Linked DNA regions of Sus scrofa: region 1 is linked to region 2. Evidence: chromatin contacts called from public Hi-C data. All regions are on one chromosome and are shown on one strand. Each heading gives the region's core, a stretch centred on a gene start, on an enhancer-like site or on the middle of the called end of the contact. The rest is flanking DNA. Distances are from core to core; before and after follow the strand shown.

Region 1 (3,578 bases), core at 694-3,193, 130 kb before region 2:
AGCCAAGAGCAGGGTGTGGAGGGGGCCACACAGGAAAGAGGAAGGAGGGTGCTCATCCCTCCACTCTCCTCCTTGGCTGGGAAAAGTGGTCCTAGGGTGCACGCGGCTCTAACGCCAATCAGAATTCTGCAGCTGAGACCAGTCCCCTTGATTTCACTAGCCAGTGCCGAGCTCTCCTAAACCTTCATAGCCTCATCTTTAAAATGGAAATAGTGGCGCTCCCCCTGATGCAGTGGGTTAAGGATCTGGCATTGTCACTGCAGCGGCTTGGATAGCTACTGCAGTGCGGGAACTTCCACATGCCATGGGCGTGGCCAAAATAATGAAAATACTAATAATGATAATAATGCCATTTACCGCAGAAAGTTATTAGAATTAAATGAAATATTCCATGCAAGGCACTAAGCACAGTGCTTGGCACATAATAAGTTTAACCATTATCTTATCATGAATTAACACTTTCTCATGATAAATGATAAATTATAATTATGAATTATAATTTAAAACGGTGTGGTTTACACCTTGTTTTTTTGTTTTTGTTTTTTTGTCTTTTTAGGGCCACACCCACAGCATATGGAGGTTTCCAGTGTAGGGGTCGAATAAGGAGCTGTGCTGCCAGCCTACACCACAGCCACAGCAATGCCAGATCCGAGCCACGTCTGCAACATACATTACAGCTCGTGGCAACACCAGATCCTTTAACCCATTGAGTGAGGCCAGGGATCAAACCTGCGTCCTCATGCATGCCAGTCAGATTTGTTTCCACTGAGCCATGAAGGGAGATCCCTACACCTTGAATTTTTGATTTGTCCTCCTAACCTGCCAAAGGAGGCAAGACCCAAAGCCAGGTCAGAACTGCTGCTCTGTTGCTCTGGCTTCTCCTCATCCCTCACTCAGCGGCGCGCACACACACCAGCCCTGCTGACTGTTCTGGTCCATTTCCTTCCTGAACTGTGACACAGGAACCCCAGAGCAAGGGTGTGGAGAGACAGGATCTCACATGCTTTGAAAGATGCAGAGCAACGACAATGAAAACAAAACAGAAGGGAGAAAAACCATAATACTTGTGGATGCAAGGTTAAACTCTCGTGTAAGAAGCCCATTACCCCACATCCTCTCCTGTCCAGCGCCTCTTCACTGCGTGAGCCATTCTGCAGCATCGGCAGCCTTCCAGGGCCATTTTTCAGGCGCTCTGCAGCAGATGTGATAATTATAAAATGCGCCATCAGAGAACTAGGGTATTTATTTGTTTTCCTTAATTTCAATTTTTACTACCTTTCCTTTAAAAACAGCAAGACACAGATTGAGCCATAAACTGTCAGATTTCGTATCTTATGAGGCTACCAATTTCCTGAAATGTGCGATGATTTAAATTTCCAATCAAACAGACAGATAGGAAAATGCATTCCAACTCCAGCAGGAGTTGTAAAGCTCTCAAGCCCTGTTTTTCCCCCTTTTCATCTTTACCACATCAGACTATTGATGTAGACACAGAAAATAAGTGCCCATCTAAAACGAGATGTAGTTCATCAGAACCAGGTCCTGGATGGCTAGAAGTAATTCTGGACACCTCACCAAAGACCCCCTTTTCATCCAATCCCAGTGGGTTTAGACCGAAATGTGCTGGCTGTGATGTCAAGAATCAAGAAGATTGGGCAAACTGCAAGTTAAGAATCAGGAGGCAGAATGGCTGGAATCCTGCCTAGAAAATAGTGTTGGAAGGCAGCCATGTAAAAACTAATACATTTGCAAAGACCAATCCAGACAATTAGGACAAGTCCTCCGTAGGCAACCTAACAGGTGTCACTCATTTTCCGTTGCTATTGTTGTCCTTATTTGTTTTTGTCTGGTGGTTTGTTTTTCCTTTGGATGGACAAGGCGGGGCGGGGGAGGGAGGAAGAGAAAATAGGACATACACTTTTGAGCATGATTTCCCAGATGGAACCCTTTGCCTGGCAACTTTAACACCGTGAAGCTTGCCTGGTTCTGGCAGATAAGGGTTTGAATGCTAGTAGTTGAGCTGGGAAGTGATCCCAGGAAATAGCGGTAGGGGAGTAGGAGTCAGGTGGGGAAAGGAAAGAAGGAAGCCAGAACATAGTGAGTTAATACACAGGGTTTCACCATGAGTAAGTGGGACGCAGTCCTTCTGGAACACCCCCAGACTCTAGCAAGCCTCAGAGTCGCCCCAAGTCTGGAGGCATCAAAGCTGGGGTATTTACCCATAGTTCCTGAATGAGAGCTGCTCCCAGGGTCATTAACTCTGAGGATGGAGCCAGACTGTGGGAGTCTGCAGGACAGTGGCTGCCGAGGAGGTATAGCCAGGACACCAGCAGCACTGGCTCCAAGCTCTCCTCTTTATCGTACACCCTGTTCCAGGCCCAGAAGCAGCTGGTGGCCAGGAGCCAAAGCAAGCACCAGGAAAACCCATTCCAGTAAGAGCCAGCATCCCTGAAAAAGGAAATGGTACCATGAACATGTGGTGATGTTTTGCGAGGAGTGCTATTGTGGGCTCTGAAAAGGGTCCTCTGAGAGGATTTGCAATGCCTATCAAACCATCCAGAAAGGAGCTTCCAGCTCAGCGGTGTGATGGCGTTCAATGGGTAACAGGCATGGAAAAGCAAAGGCCTCCTGGGACCCCAAGCTAATTAAATGCAATCCTCTTTCTCCTTCCTTCACTGCTGAAATACATCAGCCAAAATCTTCTAAAAAGCCCTAACTTTGCAGCTATATTCATCTCTTTAATTACTGTGTCTGGTTCACTTTATTTGCAATCACAGGGAGTTTTTTACAACATTTTCACATCTTGGTGCAAGGTGTGAAAGAAACATAAAGACCCCAAGGAAGGGGGAGGGAAAATGCTCACTGGCCTTTCTCTTCGTCACTGAAAAGGTATTTAAACGACTCAAAACTGAAGGGAGCATAAGTGAGCAGAGCACTAAGGCTGGAGGGACCCTAGGACTAAATTTGAATTAAAAGAGGGACAGCCAAAGTGATGTGTGGAGTGGGGCCTGGGGTATGTCACCAGATCCTCCCATGAGAACCAAAAGCTTCTTTTCCAAAGAGCGTTGTGGGCTGACAGCCCATAGCCCGGTTCTTCTTTGGGATTTAGCTGAAGCGAGCATATGTGCCCAAGGCTCCTCCCCCCCCCCCCCGCAATAAGTATAACAGAGCGGGATCCTAAAGGGGCTTCCTAGAACAGACCCCCACACATGTCCTACTTCTGCCTCCTGTCTGCAAAAAAACTTTAATTTCCTAGGCCTTCCCCAAATTCTAAGTACGTTTAATCAGAGAAGTGAGAAAATGCAGAAAGGAAAATGATCAAACAAGACAAAATAATAATTAGCCACTAAACAGAGTCAAGGACTTTTAGTTCTTTCTCAAGGGCTAGAAACAATATTCTAAGCCATACCCTTGGAACTGCTTTGCAGAGGCTGAAACCCCTACCAGGTGGAAGAAATTAACTGTGCTGCCCACCAGCATGGAGACCCTAGAGCAGTTGGAACCAGAAGGTTGATAATGTTGACACCTGATCACCTCACCACTAACCAATCAGTAGAACATCCATGAGCTGGTCTCGT
Region 2 (3,673 bases), core at 1,121-3,620:
AAATGAAACATATTAATAAGCCATTCTGTGCACTTAATTAGCCCTTTAAAGTCATGTCTAATTAGCAAAGGTCGAGTCTTCTAACTTACTGCTGTGGCCATTTATAATTCCAGGTGGCCAAAACAGGCATGAATCATGATATTTACTTTACATACAGGAAAAAAAATATCCTTTTGAATGAGTTGAAATGAGATTTTTAGCAGAGAGCAAAAGAATGCTTTTAGACAAACCAAAACCTAGAATTGTATTTGATACTGAAATCACCCCCAAGCATCCATTGCCCTTTTTGAGTAGCATTTGTGATTTTCTCTTAAGTAGTTGCATCTCCCATAAGCCCTTGTGCTCTGAAGGAATGAATGCCCCCTGCTCCCACAGGGTGGGATAGGTAGCTCAGGCCTAAGCTAACCAGGGTGTGGTCCTCCCCTAGTTACAGAGATTGGCTCAAGTGGGGATGGACAACACAGGGGCCAGTAAGGCCAGAGGAGAGGCTTTCTGCACCTTTGAAGAAAGAAGCATTCATACCCTTTTCTGAGAGCTTCTGAAAGTGACCATCGCTCCTGCTGTCTCTAAGGATACATGTGAAAGCGAGCATCCTATGAATTTGTCAGCTGCCACATTACCACGAGACAAGACCAGCCCCGGGATGAATCCACCACGGAGGTGGGCAAAGAGGACAGGTGGAAAGAAACATTGATGACACTGCTGAGCTACTGAATTAGAGTAATCCAAAGGTCTGTCCTACCTGTACACTGCCAGCTATGCAGACCAATGAATATACTTCTAATGTTTGTTTAAGCCAGTTATTGTTGGGTTTTTGATTCCTTGCATCTGACACACAAATGGACACAATTTCAGACTGACTGGAAACCCAGCTGTCTGAAGACCTGGATGGAACACAAAAAAATCAGAAAGCAGTTGCCCATTTCAGAGCAAGGGCTTTAAGTGGACCACAAGCCTTAGCTTCCTAAAACATCAGATGATGGTAAGTTATTCTTGCATTTTCAAGTATCTTGAACAGAATGGTAAACTGCAAAGAATTTTAATTTTTTTGTTAATTTTTTATGCCATATAATTGACATAGAACATTGAAAATGTTTTAGGTATGAGACATGAGGATTTTATATTTGTATATACTGTAAGATGATTATCACAAATCTAATTAACATCTGTCACCACACATAGCTACAAATTTCCTTCTTCATGATAAGAACTTTTTTTTTCTTTCCCCAATACATTATTTTTTTTTCTACTGTACAGCATGGTGACCCAGTTACACATACATGTATTCATTCTATTTTCTCAAAGAATTTTAGATAGGGTCTTTCTAGTGGCCTGGGGGTGAAAGTATATCCAAAAGGGAATAACAGACAAAAATGAAGAATATAGATGTGAAAATAAAGAATAACAATACTGTATTGTACTCACTGTGGGCCTGACAGTGTCTTAAGTAGTGGAAAAATTAACCTATTCATTCTTCATAATAACTTTACAATAATATTATATTTATATCCATTTTTTTCTGAGAAGAAAATACAGGTTGGAGTTCCCATTGTGGCTCAGCAGGTTAAGGACACACTGTTGTCTCTGTGAGGATGCAGATTCAATCCCTGGGCTTGCTCAGCTCAGTGGATTAAGGATCCAGCATTGCTGTGGCTGTGGCATAGGCCACAGCTGCAGCTCTAATTCAACCCCTGGCCTGGGAACTTCCATATGCCACAGGCACGGCCATAAAAAGGAAAAAAAAAGGGGGGGGGAAGGGAGGAAGGAAGGGGGAAAGAAAATAGAGGTACCAGAAATGAAGCGCAGTGACCCTAGTCCAGGTCCCATAAGCTCATGAGAACTGCAACCCAAACCAGAGACTGGCCAGCTCCATCACCCTCTGGCGCTTTTGTCTTTTTAGCCCTTAATTGAGGCTGCTGTAGAAAGATCCCACTGCTGAGACTGGTCATTCCCTGAGCATTCTGTACTTGTGAATTCCTTTGAAACTCAGCAGGAGACATACCTAGGATTCAGCTGGGTGAAGCAAAATGTTCAGACAGGGATGTACCTGGCAGAGCCTAAGTGGACAGTGCTTGCAAGTGACTCATGCCCAGGAATGAGGTAAACAGAGGGAGTTCTCCTGCCAGTTACTTGCACAGACTTCACCGCCACCTACTTCCCTGCTGATGTCACAGAGAGTCAAAGTTCCTCCCTGTAAACAGGTCCTACCTTTCTTCCTCACCCTCTATACAGACAAGGAGGTTATATTAGGATGAAAAAGAACCGATTTGCAAGCGGATATCTTTTTGCTTACACTACAACCATGTTAGTTACATCTAATCCAGCTCTAAAAGTAAACAGGACAAAACAATGCATTTAAACTTTTGCTGCTAGGAAGGGATGCTCCTATTGTTTCTCATTGTACAGGAAACAATGAGCTCCGTGAGTTACAGGAGACTGTCTTTATTAAGTTCCTGCATCATCGCCAGGTTGTGCAAGGCACTATAGAAAACAACAAAAAAATGCCTGTGGATGGGTATTATTTTAAAACGTGCATTTGCTGTTCTTCTCTGTATTTTTCAGTTTCTCCTCCTTTTCCCTCTCCCACCCCACCCCATTCCAGCACCAGATCAGATCTCCACTCATTCAGGAGAGGCACACAATAGAGTGGAAAACCGGGCAAACCACAAGCTTTTGTGTCTTTGTTTCACAAAAGCCTCAGCCCAGGGGAGAGAGTCTCTATTCACATCCTGCAGAAACAGGAATGGAGCAGTTCCTCTCCACTCTCCCAGTCCCCCAGGCCTGGGGAAGCCTGGAAGAGGCGGAGGCCTGGACCCCGTCCCAAGAGCAGAGAGTGGAGCCCTGAATTAAGCCGCCCACTAGGAAGGCTGCCAGCCCCGAGAGGGATGGCTCCATTGTGCACGTTGACAGAAATATAAGCCGCCTTCACGAAGACTCCTGGGCTCCCAGCATGACGTGGGAACAGCAGAAGACCATTAAAGCTGAGGACAGAGACGACAGGCTCTCAGGCTCACCCTGTCTGGAGCACTAACAGAGGGTCCAGTGTCCCCTGCCTCGCCAGTATTTGGCTCTGCGGAAGCTCCCAGAACTATGGCAAATTTCCAGAGAAGGGGTTAGGGCATCCCAAGAAGCACGAAAATTTAGTTGTGGTTTGCTTGCGGGCTTGTTTTTCCACCAACCTAACCAAATGGGCCAATGATTGTCAGTTCATAAGATGAGGCACGGAAAGGGAGAAGACGAAGCACCGCCTGTAGAACAGAGTCTTGGGGGGGTGGATCTCATGGCTGCTAAAGGAGAATGCATCATTCTGAGTTTAAAAATCTTCTAGTACAGGGAGCTCCCATCGTGGTGTAGTGGAGATGAATCCGACTAGGAGCCACGAGGTTGCGGGTTCGATCCCTGGCCTTGCTCAGTGGATTAAGGATCCGGCGTTGCCGTGTGGCGTTGCAGACGTGACTCAGATCCCACGCTGTTGTGGCTCTGGCGTAGGCTGGTGGCCACAGCTCCAATTGGACCCCTAGCCTGGGAATCTCCATATGCCGCAGGAGTGGCCCTAGAAGGGGCAAAAAGACAAAAAAAAAAAAAAAAAATCTTCTACTACAGAGGATATGGAGTCAACAAGAATCTGAGACCAAAAAACACAGAAAGTAGCTAAATGATAGAATGCGCGGTA

What was found. Hi-C and Micro-C count contacts between places; a contact is called where the count stands out from the background.
Region 1: a contact with region 2 is called in a Hi-C map of skeletal muscle, with 5 times the contacts expected there. The contact joins two enhancer-like sites. A contact is called at or near these places in 3 of 47 Hi-C or Micro-C datasets (embryonic fibroblasts, liver and skeletal muscle) and 1 of 2 datasets of contacts at active chromatin or transcription factors (skeletal muscle).

Annotation. Positions count from the first base shown.
Region 1 is chr2:120,851,801-120,855,378 of Sscrofa11.1, reverse strand. No RefSeq gene overlaps it. Among named protein-coding and RNA genes, the nearest start is that of SEMA6A, 170 kb to the right of the region's middle. Within about 2 kb of position 1,943, at least 6 of the 83 cell types and tissues checked have an H3K27ac peak or open chromatin away from gene starts, as enhancers often do. A contact at or near this core is called in skeletal muscle, where this site is marked.
Region 2 is chr2:120,722,653-120,726,325 of Sscrofa11.1, reverse strand. No RefSeq gene overlaps it. Among named protein-coding and RNA genes, the nearest start is that of SEMA6A, 37 kb to the right of the region's middle. Within about 2 kb of position 2,370, at least 27 of the 83 cell types and tissues checked have an H3K27ac peak or open chromatin away from gene starts, as enhancers often do. A contact at or near this core is called in skeletal muscle, where this site is marked.